Linked DNA regions of Mus musculus: region 1 is linked to region 2. A link is a contact called in public HiChIP or PLAC-seq data. All regions are on one chromosome and are shown on one strand. Each heading gives the region's core, a stretch centred on a gene start, on an enhancer-like site or on the middle of the called end of the contact. The rest is flanking DNA. Distances are from core to core; before and after follow the strand shown. Region 1 overlaps Nxpe3 (neurexophilin and PC-esterase domain family, member 3). Region 2 overlaps Gm45968 (a long non-coding RNA gene).

Evidence for each region. HiChIP or PLAC-seq counts read pairs in DNA pulled down with a chosen protein or histone mark.
Region 1: an H3K4me3 HiChIP or PLAC-seq map of bone marrow-derived macrophages shows a contact between it and region 2, with 4 times the contacts expected there. The contact joins two enhancer-like sites. A contact is called at or near these places in 3 of 15 datasets of contacts at CTCF or cohesin (CD8 T cells, large pre-B cells and pro-B cells), 4 of 484 Hi-C or Micro-C datasets (bone marrow-derived macrophages, female germline stem cells, nephron progenitors and 1 more), 8 of 115 datasets of contacts at active chromatin or transcription factors (the 230-238 cell line, CD8 T cells, the HPC-7 cell line and 5 more) and 1 of 9 other capture datasets (embryonic stem cells).

What each region holds. Positions count from the first base shown.
Region 1 is chr16:55,859,983-55,866,041 of GRCm38.p6, reverse strand. Nxpe3 (neurexophilin and PC-esterase domain family, member 3) reads left to right here. Exons shown (of 6, transcript NM_001134457.1): 3 at 1-246; 4 at 5,663-5,736. Among named protein-coding and RNA genes, the nearest start is that of Nxpe3, 32 kb to the left of the region's middle. Within about 2 kb of position 2,656, at least 9 of the 459 cell types and tissues checked have an H3K27ac peak or open chromatin away from gene starts, as enhancers often do. A contact at or near this core is called in bone marrow-derived macrophages, where this site is marked.
Region 2 is chr16:55,552,481-55,559,219 of GRCm38.p6, reverse strand. The region is part of intron 1 of Gm45968 (a long non-coding RNA gene); the gene reads left to right. Among named protein-coding and RNA genes, the nearest start is that of Gm45968, 27 kb to the left of the region's middle. Within about 2 kb of position 3,844, at least 143 of the 459 cell types and tissues checked have an H3K27ac peak or open chromatin away from gene starts, as enhancers often do. A contact at or near this core is called in bone marrow-derived macrophages, where this site is marked.

The DNA.
Region 1 (6,059 bases), core at 1,407-3,906, 310 kb before region 2:
GGAAGAGAAACCAGACAGGGTCTATTTCAAGAGTCTCTTCCGATCGGGAAGGATTTCTGAAACAATGAAGTGCAATGTGTGTCTTCCTGGAAGTCTTCCCTTGTGCAACTTTACGGATCTGTCCACCGGAGAGCCCTGGTTCTGCTTCAAACCAAAGAAACTCCCCTGCAGCAGCAGAATCAACCACTTCAAGGGCGGATACACGAAGGGCCTTCTCACAGCTGCCGAAAGTGCTCTCTTTCAGAGGTACGAGGCCTTCTGGCGGGTAATGATCCTCCCCACTGTCTCAGCCACATTTAGGAACCTCCTGTAAGTATTCATTTCTTGTCTGTTTGAACCTTGGCCCCGTTCAGAAGAGGTGTTGAGTAAGACAACAAGCAGGTTTGTACTTTTGCTTACTGTTTTAAAAGTGAAAATTGGTGCTTGTTCAACTTAATTAAAAGACCTTTTTACCCTTTTTTTTTTTTTTTTTGGTTCTTATTCAGCTATGTTTTTTTTTTTCCATTTTTTATTAGGTATTTAGCTCATTTACATTTCCAATGCTATACCAAAAGTCCCCCATACCCACCCACCCCCACTCCCCTACCCACCCACTCCCCCTTTTTGGCCCTGGCGTTCCCCTGTACTGGGGCATACAAAGTTTGCGTTTCCAATGGGCCTCTCTTTCCAGTGATGGCTGACTAGGCCATCTTTTGATACATATGCAGCTAGAGTCAAGAGCTCCGGGGTACTGGTTAGTTCATAATGTTGTTCCACCTATAGGGTTGCAGATCCCTTTAGCTCCTTGGGTTCTTTCTCTAGCTCCTCCATTGGGAGCCATCAGCTATGTTTTATGTTAGAGATGCTACCATGTTTATTGCTGCATAAGCGAGACTATTTATGCACACAAACGGTTAAAAAAAAAAAGGTCCTAGAGTAGCAGGAGATGGCTCAGTATACGCTGGCTGTGCAAGTCTGACAGCCGAGTTTAATCCTTTGCATCCATGTAAAAAGCCTGCCGCAGCACACGTCCATATGCCCAGTACTCCTGTGGCAAGATGGGAGGCAGAAAGCTGAGAAGGATCTAGAAGCTTACAGACCAGCCGGCCCGGAGAATGCGGATAGCCGAAACAAGAGAGGCCCCAAGGCAAAGACCAACTCTCAAAAAGTAGTTCTCGGATCCCATCATCCTCGCCCCCGCTATGGCGTCTGTGTATCCAACGCCCGCCCCCCGACTCCAGAAATGAGGTCTTTGAAGTCCTGTCACTGGTGCCTGAGGATTGTGTGATGCTAAAATTTTGGAGAGAGAGAGAGAGAGAGAGAGAGAGAGAGAGAGAGAGAGAGATATCAGCTTTTAAATACTAAAAATGTTTATGTATAGTAAGACTATGGGTTTGACAGTATACTGTTAACTGACCAAGCATGAGAACCAAGCGAACCTCCTATTTAACGGCTGTTGAAAGGGTTACAGGATTCTTGCCGAGATATCTGTGTTGAACATGAACATAGATCATTTCCAGCACAATGTCTGCATATGGGTAATGGGCAGAATGAAAGCATAGACTCCGTCTGAGTTGAAATCTGTGTTTTCTTCACTTTAGGGATAAGAAAGTGGGGATAGAAGAAGTTGGATAGAAGAAGTTATTGCTTCTGTTCTGTTGTAGCAAGAGAACTAGGGCTTACAATAGCTAATTGAATACGTAAAAAAAAAATAAGTAGGGTGAATTTTGAATGTTTCCATCATGAGCAAGTGGTAAATTTGCGATGATTAGCCAATTTCTTATTGTGTCTTATAAGTGTTTATAATTACTAAGTGACCAAAAAAAAAAAAAAAATCAAAGAAGAAATGACATAAAACTACCTGGTCAAAAAGCACAATTATTTAGAAAGAATATATAAAATGTTTTTAGGGACCTGTTTTTTTTGTGTAGGACGTTTTGCCTGCATGTATGCATGTGTTCCATGTACATGCCTGGTGCTCACAAAGGTCAGAAGAGGGCATGAGATCCGTGGAGAGGCTCACGGATGGTTGTGAACTACCCTGTGGATGCTGGGTATCAAACCAGGTCCTCTGTAACAGCAACAAGTGTCCTTAACCACGGAGCCATCCCTGCAGCCTTTGTAAATATTTTCTTTTTTAAATTGAAAATCTAAATTTTTCAATCCAAAATGTTTTGTTGATATATTCTTTCTTCTTCCTCACCCCCTTCTGGATCTTCCCCTATAAATATTTTTATTTCCATATGAAATGCTTACTTGTAAGACTGTGGTAGAGAGCCATTTTTGTTGAGTTAAATTAGAAATCCTGAAGTGTTAACATTTTATGGTCACTCATTTTGGTAGGAGAAATATCATGTTGAAGCAGTATAGGAGCGTCTCAAATTTTTCAAACTGATTTTCTTTTTTCCACAAGTTAGCTTGTGGCCCCGTCATTCTACCACAAGGTGTCACTATGCCAGTGAACTCGCCCCATGCATTTATTCATCGGGCCAGCAGAGGGAGCACATTCAATGTATTTACTGGATCGTTCTCTAGAAGGCCAGTATTTTGTATTGCTGAATAAAAACTGAAAATGAAACTAAAGGAAAAACAACAACAACAACAACAACACCACACACACAAATCTAAACTTTTATTTATATTTACTTTATTTATTTATTTTTAAGACCGAGTCTCACTATATAAATAGAGACTGGCAGAAAGCCCATCTTGCCAACCCAGCCTAGTAAATGATCAATGTTACAGGTGTGCAGTCTTGCCAAGCTCCAAGGGTTTTAGTTTTATTTCTTTTAATTATTTAAATTAAATTTATTTTTAAAATTTATGTGTACTGTATTTACATATTTTAAATCTTGCATCTAGATGCAAAGATTGCTATTTTTAGTGAGTAAGAGCAGATTGTTTCGTTTCTATGAACTTACACGTGAAGATTATCCAGTTGGCCCTCTCTGGAGTTGTGTCTGTCAGTCTATCTGATGCAGCTCCCGTGAAGAAGGAGGAGGAGGAGGAGCAGGAGGAGGAGGGAGAGGAAAGAAGGGAGCAAAGGAAAGCATTATAATTTGACCAAGCTCCATGTGGGAGGTAGTGGGATAAAAGGGATAGAGAGAGAGAATTGAATAGTGAAACATTCAGAGATATCCCTAACACCAAATCCCACTATCAGAGACAAGAGTGATCGGAAAAACCTGTTGCTACAGAAAGAAAAAATAATGCCCATCCTTATATGCAGTCCCGGGAGCAGTGGGCTAATAGCACATTGTAGGTTGTGGTAGGATCATTATAAAACTCTCTACCTGGGATGTTTGCTTGAGAAAGTATTTGAGGTAGCTTCCATTTTATGGAAACCCAGTGATTAATTTTCATTTCATAGCCGTTCACACTGTTAAAGTAGTAGACCTTTGTAGGAAGGTATCTAAGAAAAAGAACCAATCTTAAAGGTCTTTGGGCATATTGTTTTGAGCTACCTTAAGTGCCCTGAGTGTGTTTGTATTCACGTTCATCTTTTGTCCTGGGCTCAAAGCCTTGTTTAGGTTTTAAAATATTTACAAAGGGATCATATTCTATACTGTCTTTTAGGATTTTATTCCCATGAAGAGAGTCCATGACCACAGTAATTCTTTTTAAAAATTTTTTATTATTTTTATTAGGTATTTTCTTCATTTACATTTCCAATGCTATCCCAAAAGTCCCCCCCACGCTCCCCCCACCCCACTCCCACTTCTTGGCCCTGGCGGTCCCCTGTACTGAGGCATATAAAGTTTGCATGACCAATGGGGCACTCTTTCCACTGATGGCCGACTAGGCCATCTTCTGATATATATGCAGCTAGAGACACGAGCTCCTGGGGGGTACTGGTTAGTTCATATTGTTGTTCCACCTATAGGGTTGCAGATCCCTTTAGCTCCTTGGGTACTTTCTCTACCTCCTCCATTGGGGGCCCTGTGTTCCATCCAATAGCTGACTGTGAGCCTCCACTTCGACCACAGTAATTCCTATAAGGAAAATATTTAATTGGGGCTGGCTTACAGTTTCAGAGGTTTAGTCCATTATCATCATGGCAGGCAGGGAGCATGGCAGATGTGATACAGGAAAAGGAGCTGAGAGTTCTACATCTTGAACAACAGGCCCAGGAGACTGCGTATTGCCCTGGGTAGCTTGGGCCTGAGAGACCTCACTTACTATAACAACTTACAAGGAAGCCACACCTACTCCAAAACAGCCACACCTTCTAATAGTACCACTTTCTGTGGGCCAGGCATTGAAACACATGAGCCTTCTAATAGTACCACTTTCTGTGGGCCAGGCATTGAAACACATGAGTCTATGGGGGGTGGAGGGGGCATTCCTATTCCAACCACAGCAATACTTGGTTACCTTTTAAATCTAGGAAGATTCTTCATCTCTTTTGCTTTTTATGATATGGACAATTTCAATACTGATACTGTGTAGAATGTTGACTAAAATGTTGACTAAATTGAGGTTAAGTATTTTTGAAGGAGAATTATGGAGAAAACTATCCTACAGGCATTTTCATTTTCATTTATTTTTGTGTAATAAACTCCAAGCTCATAAGAGTGGTTTACATGTGCCCTCTTGAAGGTCATCTAGTGTCTATTAAGATATGAAATTCCGTTATCCTCCAGTGTGGCCAGCCCTGAATAGATAGATCCTTTATGACTTGGTTTTCTGTCTCCTGTAGAATGTCTGTTCCAATTAGGGAGGAGATTCTGGGAGTCTTGCCATGTAAGCCAGGGCTAGAACGGTGCCCAGAATATAGAAGAAGCTTACTAATTTTCTATAGAATGAACACATTTTTTTTTGTGCAACTGATGAAGCAGTGAAAATCTGATGGTTCACTCCTGTATCAGGAGGCCGAGCACTCTCCATTTTTAAAGCTTGCTTTGAATGAGTCTAAGAGTCCTGACTTATTCCTGGCTCTGGAATAAGTGTTCCTGGAGTCGCATTCATTGCTGCTGGCTTTCGTTCTCCCGCAGCTTCCCATGCAGTTCCTTAAAAGAAGTTACTGAGCATAGACTCTGGTCCATGGTCTAAACATAGGAAGGTGACGTAGAGAAGCCCCACTCATACCCTTGAGGAATCTATGTTACAGTAAGGGGAACACACACCAAGGAGTCCGCAGTTGCCTGTTCCGGGGCAGGCATCTCCAAGGGACTTCTCTCAGTTCTGGGCACATCTAAGAAGTGTAACACGTGACTTAGTTCATTGTGGACTTGTGGCCTCAAAAACGTGGTCACAAATTAGACATTCTCTGATCCCAAAAGGAAAAAGGAGTTATTCAACCTGAAGTTAGTAATTTTGGATATCTATCTATCTATCTATCTATCTATCTATCTATCTATCTATCATCTATCTTTCTATCTATCTATCTATCTATCTATCTATCTATCTATCTATCTACCTACCTACCTACCTATCTCTATCAATTATTTATGCATGTGCGTGTCTACAGCACTGAATGCATACTTAGTAAATCCATCTTCAGTTTATATAACTTCACTCAAGAGCCCTAGTTTCTTAACTATTAGTCATGTTGGGTAATGTTCGGTGAAAGCATATGTAGTTTTTCACTTACAGGTAAAGACACACAACTGCTGACAAATGTCCCTGAATCTCAATCTAAGCATGTGCTTTTTTTTTTTTTTTTTTTAAATTCCTTCTAAAGTGGTGTGAATATCAAGATGCCAATCAACTCCAGCGGGCCTGACTGGGTGACTGTGATTTCCAGGCGAACGAAAGGTAAAGACAACCGAGCTTGATGTTGTTTCCCCTTTCTTTAATAAAGTCCTTGTGTCCCGAGTGTTTCCCCTGCACGTTCTGCATGTGTACGAACAGGCATGCAGTTCCCTCAGGAGGCAGGTAAGTAAGCAAGCCTGTCAGATCTCCTGGAGCTGGGCTGTCAGCCATGTGGCTGCTAGGAACCCTGTCTTGGTCCCCGCAGTCCCAGTGGACTGGACATGCCCAATGTTGCATTTTTGTTAGGGGAATTGTTGTACAAATATATATATATATTAACCCATTCATATGCCATGGCTACTTCTGAGTATAATCTGGAACTATTA
Region 2 (6,739 bases), core at 2,595-5,094:
CCTTTGCCTTGTTTGGGAAGTGCTGAGTCTGGATGCAAATTTTGAAGCACTTCATGACTATGACATTTCTCTGTTTAATATTTATTTCTAAGCTGTGTTCTAAAAACATAATCGTCTTTTTTGTTCTCTCTCTCACTCTCTTTCCCTTCTTCCCTTCCTCCTTCCCTCCCTCCCTCCCTCCCTCCCTTCTTTCCTTCCTTCCTTCCTTCCTTCCTTCCTTCCTTCCTTCCTTCCTTCCTTCCTTCCTTCCTTTTTTAAAAGAAATCAATGAAAGGGGTGGGAGAAATGGATGGTTCAGTATTTAACAGCACTTACTGATTGTGCAGAGGACCCAGGCTAGGTTTGCAGCACCCACATCCAACAGCTCACAATAGCTGTAACTCCAGCTCCAAGGACTCTGGCATCCTTTCCTTTTTTTCTTTTTCCAGCTATTCTCTCAGTGTTTACTTTTCAAGATTAATTTTATTATGATAATCTGTATGCTTGTTGTACATTTTAATAGGATTCATTGTGGCATTTCAATATATATACACAGTCTGCAGTGACCAAATTCAGGTAATTAACTGTTTTTTTTTTCTTATTATTTCCTTGTGCCTGAAGCCTACAACTCCTCTCTTTTGGATCATCACAAAATACATAATAGTTTGTTGAGGGCTCAGTCATCACACTGTGCTGTGGGATGCGAAAGCCATTCCTCCATCTGCACACTGACACTTATCTGGCCTCTCATTCGCTTGCTGTCCCTTCTCAGAATCCAGTCATTACTAGTTAATATTCAGGTTGTTTTTGTTTTGCTTTCTACTAGACAGGAAATATGCAGTACTTTTCCTCCTAAGTCTGGCTTATTTTATTTAGTAGAATGTGCTCCATCATCGGTTTTGCTGTAAATGACAGAATCTCACTTTTTTTTTCTGTTAGTCTTTACTTATAGTGGCAAGTAAGGAATTTTTTTAAAGCACACACACACACACACACACACACACACACACACACACAGAGTTTTATGTATTTAAATAACATTGCTTTTGTCTTTAGGAGTACAGTCAGGATCCATGCAAGTGTGGCTGATTCAATTCTACTGCATGAAATTCACATTTCTCTAAATAATTTGGTGATGCATCCATGCAATACACAAAATATTGTCTCTGCATGCATATCACTAAGTCCTTGTAAACATTCGTGATTTTTTTCCACAGAGAAAGAAGAACTGTGAACCATAGAATAGCATTATAAAAGGTTTTTTTATGTATCTTACCAAACTGACTTTCAGAGAGCTAGAAAATAATCTCACACTTAATTATTTAGAAACTCAGCAACTCTTTCTTTTATTTAGCAGGTATATTAGTGATAAAAAACTACTGAGGAGAAGGTCGGTGAAAAAAATTTTGGAGTTAGTTTACTAGTCTGTAGATTACTGATTCCAAATATGTGTTTCCACCAGTCAATACCACTTAGATAATTGTTTATACAGTTACATAGTATAGTCTGCTCACTTTTCTTCATTTTGATAAGAAATTCATGAAACAGCTGTTGGATATTTTGCTAAAGTCTATACCAAAAATTTTCCTATCCATAAAGATATACTAGCCTTTCCAGTGGATAGAAGTTTTATTAGTTTTATATAATAATCTCAGTGAATTTTATTGGTTTCTAATGATTACTTTTTATTTAACAACATTGATATATGGAACTTTTTATAATGATGAAAATGGTCTGTTTTCTGAACTATTCACTATCATAAACAGTAGAGGGTGTGTGTGTGTGTGTGTGTGTGTGTGTGTGTGTGTGTAATGAGTGGTGAAAATAAGCCTGGTACAACTCAATAATGGTTTTAAAATAAAAATAAATCATATAATTTTGAATAATGAGGTGTCAATAGTGGCTGCTATATTGGGCAATGAAGATTTACAGTATATGACAACACTTTTTCTTTATTATTCTTTTTTTATCTTATTCTTTTCTTATATATTACATCTTGACCACAGTTTCCCCTGCCTTCTTTCCTTCTAGTCCCTCCCCACATTCTTCCCTCTCCCCAAGATTCACTCCTTCATTTCCCTTCGGAAAAGAGCAGGCCTCTCTGGGATATCACCCAGTCACAACACAAGTTATAAGACTAGACACAAGCTCTCATATTAAGACTGTACAAGGCAACCCAGTGGAAAAGGTTCCCAAAAGCAGGCAAAAGAGTCAGAGAGAGCCCTGCTCCCACTGTTAGGAGTCCCACTAGAACACCAAGCTACACAACCATAACATACATGCAGAGGACCTAGGTCAGACCTATATAGGTTAGTTCATTCTCTGTGAGCTCTTATGTGCCCTGGTTAGTTGATTCTGTGGACCGTGTTCTTGTGGTGTGACAATTTTAAAGAATAAGATTACTCATGTAGTCTAGTGGGAGTTCAATATTAGTTTAAGAGACTTACCATTCCCAGATGCCCAGGGTTGCTCTCCTAATAACAGCTCAGTCTGGGTTTGTTGTTGTTGTTTGTTTCTGTTTTTTAATGGAAAGTTTTTAATCTCCAGACTTCTCTACAATTTCATCCTTTATAATCTGTGATCCATGGATGACAGTAATTTCTTGTAAGCAGTTTATATCAAGTTATTTTCATACCCCGGGATAATCGAAACTGGTGACATAATTTTTTTCTTTTCAAAGCAAACTGGTTTCATTTTCTCTAACAATGTTTATCTGAATCTTATATTGTGAACATTCTTTTCCTTGATGGAAAAAATATAAAGCAAAATGAATGCTAGACAATTTTGTACTGCATATTTCATCCTTGGCATTATGGCCATCTTTCTTAGAGCCCGATCTTTGCCTACTTTTTCTTCCTGAAGCTGATGTTGCTAGCTGCATTTTCTGTTGCTAATAGCAACCTTTGTTTGGAGCTGCTTCGGCTTCTCTGTAAGCATTTGAATTGCCAGCCTGGGCACTGGTACTCCCGAGTGTTTACCTAGAATCACTGGCTTTTTTTTCCTCTCCAGTATTTTGTGCAATTTGAAAAGTTGAATTCAATAGGAACATGCGTGGCCGTGTGTCTTCTTTCACAATGGCTCCTTTTGCAGCTCTGGGAAACATCACATCTGAGTACGTTTTCATTGACTTCAAACTTACCACGAGTGGTGGCTGACCCCTAAGAGCCAGGTCTAGAGCCGGGGCTGAGAATTCTCAGATGAATTAAATACCACTTTTGCCATTAAAGGATTTACACACTATCAAGAGAATGGGTCTCATGACTTATGTTCCAAAAGCCATGTGCAGAGGAATATACGGAGGGAGAGTGCTAATTATCCTTGCAGACCCTGACGGACAGAGTAGGAGTAGGAATTCTCTGGAACAACCAGGGAAGTCTGTTAAAAACAGAAAATATGGAGTTTGCATTGCAGAGAAAGGTGCTAATGTGGTAGAATGACTTGGTGGGACAGAGGTCAGGAGAAGATCTGCTCTGGAATTCATGAGAGTTCCGGAAGCTGAGGCAGGAATCTGGCTGTTTAGAGACGTGAGATGCGATAAGGCTGGCGCTAAGGAGTGGCTCAGTATCAGTAAGGTATCTTGCATGCTACCCTAAGGAATTTTGATGTAGTCTAAGTAAAACAAGGTGGAAGGTTCTGGAAGAGAGGAGGTAAAGGACTGGAATCCTTCTTTAAGAAAATGATCTGTTTCAGACATGTTAGACCCCAGAAGGCTCCTGCAGGAGAAACGATTCATCAAGTGGATGAACAGGAGCCAGGGTGCTGCAGAGAAGCAGAGCCCACATTTCAGACCGATAAGACTGTATAACTGACGGCTGTGGGGTAGGAAGGGGCCGGAAGGTGACTCACCGGAAGTTGAGTCACTGCCCTCAGATGGTGTGCTGCTTCCATAGCTGTCCACTGTTCCCCCTTGAGTCACCTTCCCTTTAGGGTCTCTGGGTGTGAGATCACGTCTGCCTCTCTCTGCAGACATTTTTCCAATGGCTGGTGTGAGCTAATTGTAGTCAGTATTTTATTCTTCCTGTCCTAGCAGTTCCAAGATGTGATTATCATGCCCAAAACTTCATTTTGAGACCATTCTAAATGTACGGAAGGGTTTAAAAAGTAGTGCATTAATTTCCTCTCTATCCTTGATTCAACTCCCTCAACCCCGATAGCACCTAACAATGCAAGAATGATAAAAGTTAATATGTTTACCTTAAAATTGAAACACTACTAATTATTTCATTTATTTGAATTTCAGTAGCTTTTCTGAATTTGTCTATAGGCTGATGAATGATACTTTTTGTGAATATATATATATATATATATATATATATATATATATATATGCTTATTTCCTGGTATAACTGTGGATTTTTAATATATTCTTAACTGAAAATATTTTTCCTTGAAATATATTCTGATCACAGCTTCCCCTGCACATCTTTTTTCCAGATCTTCCTCACTTCACGTACTTCAAAATCCATGCCTTCTCTTTATCTCTCTCTCTCTCTCTCTTTCTCTCTCTCTCTCTTTCTCTGTGTGTCTCTGTCTCTCTCTATCTCTCTTTCTCTCTAGAAGACAAATGGACAAAGGGGAAAAGAATAATACGAAATAAACAAAAAGAAAGAAAAGACACAAGAAACATACATACACACACACACACACACACACACACACACACACACACACACACACACACACACATAAAACCCACAAACCCCATGAGACCAGAAACAATAATATACAAACAAAAGACCAGTAAGGTAGACAAAAACAAAAGCCCAAATAAAGCAGTAAGAGAAAATAAAATGAGTTTAGTTTATGATGGCCATCTACAGCTGAGCATGGGGCTTGCCTTTAAGTGTGGGTTGAGCAACACGCAGCAAATACTCCCTTGGAGAAAGTAACTTTTCCTTTGTGAGCAGCTGTCAGTTGGAGATTGGTTCTTGTTTGGGGATGAAAGCTTATGGTCACATTCACCTCTCAGTACTGAGACCCCATCTTGTTTGGGCATATGCAGGCCCTGTGTGTGTATGTGTGTTGCTACAGGTCTCTCTGAGTTCCTAAGTGCACCAGTCCCGCTGTATCTGGTTTTCTTAGGGTCATCTATTCCCTCTGGCCTCTTTCACACAATTTCCTGAGCCCTGAGGGGAGGGATTTGATGAAACATCCTGTTTAGTACTGAACGTTCCGAGCTCTCTCACACTGTGCACATGGCCTGCCTGTGAGCCTCTGCATGTGTTCCCATCTACTGCATGAGGACGCTTTGCTGGTGATGGCTGAGCAGAACACTGTGATTTATGAGCACAGCAGGATGTTATTAACAGCCATTTTATTGCTACTATTGTCATTATGTTCCTTTAGCAGAACAATAGAATGTGGTTTTCTTCAGGGTCCCTGACCTATCTGGTCTCAGGTTCTTGGCCACCTGAGCGGTGTCAGGAATGGGTTCCATCTTATGGAGTGTCTCTTAAATCCAACCAGAGATTGGGTGGTTGCTCCCCGCATTGTGTGTGCCAGTATTTCACAGATTCGTATAGATTAGGGTACCAAGAGAGTCTTGTAATATTTGGTCTTTGATTCCAGTTGCTGACAGATAACCCCTCAGACTTTTTATTGAAACATAGTTTTGGTGTGTTTCATACATGAGTCTGATGAATTCTGATTAATGTAACCCCATCCTCTCTCATCTCTGTCACTCTTATTAACGCTCTCCTCTTTCCCACATCCATGTATTTTTCTGTTTTAGTTTGAGGCCCACTGAGATTATTGATCTGTGTGACCATGAGTGGAGCCTTGTGCTTTCATGGATGGATATGCAGCCATAGATGATGAAGATGATGCCTGCCTTTGCCCTAGTAATCTAGCAGTGGGTCAGTAGGGAGGAGTCTTGCCTCCTGAGCTTCAGTGGCTGACTGTTGACATGCCCAGTTGTTTGCAGGCCCATTGCCTTCCCATCCCTGCTTAAACTTCCTGCTCCGACTATTCTCTCTGTTTTCATGTCACTTATGCTTGCTATCCCCTGCCTTATGACAGTCCCCAATCCAGTGGCCCTTCTCTGGTTTCCTGGCTTCTACAGGTACTCAAAGTTAAACACACACACACACACACACACACACACACACACACACACACCTTAAAGGTGTGAAAGTAAGACCCATGTACAAGAGCATGAAGTCATTCTAAGACTGTTATAGATTCCTTAGTGTTTGGAACATATGACTTACACATCCCTTGGGAAAAGTTCCTTGGGATTTCCTTGGTGACAGACACACTTTTTGTTCTAATGAGGTGTTTCTTGGTGTGTTGCTGCATAGTAACCAGGTTCCAGAGAATTAGCCTTGTAGCTAGAAGGGTGGGACTTTCACCTGCACTCACCCCCCAGCCTCTGTGGAGATAGAGGGGGAGAAAGGCTGAAGAGTGAGGTGATCACCAAAGATCAGTGATGCAGTTAACCATACTCTCATAACAAAGCTTCCACAAGACCTCCAAGTGAGAGAGTTAGGAGAACCTTCAGAATGCCGATCAGGTACCTGGACTGTGGCACAGCTGGGGAGACATAAATGCTCACCGCCTCCTCATACACATCTGTCATGTGCACCTTTCCATTTGGCTATCCCTCTGTATCCTTCATTATATTCCATGTCAATATAAAAATTAGAGCAAGTGTTTTCCTAAGCCATGAGAGCTATCTTAGCAAAGCAATTGAATCCAAGAAGGGAGTCACTGATACCCTGATTTATCACAGGTATAAGAAACAGCTTACACCTTTCAGTTG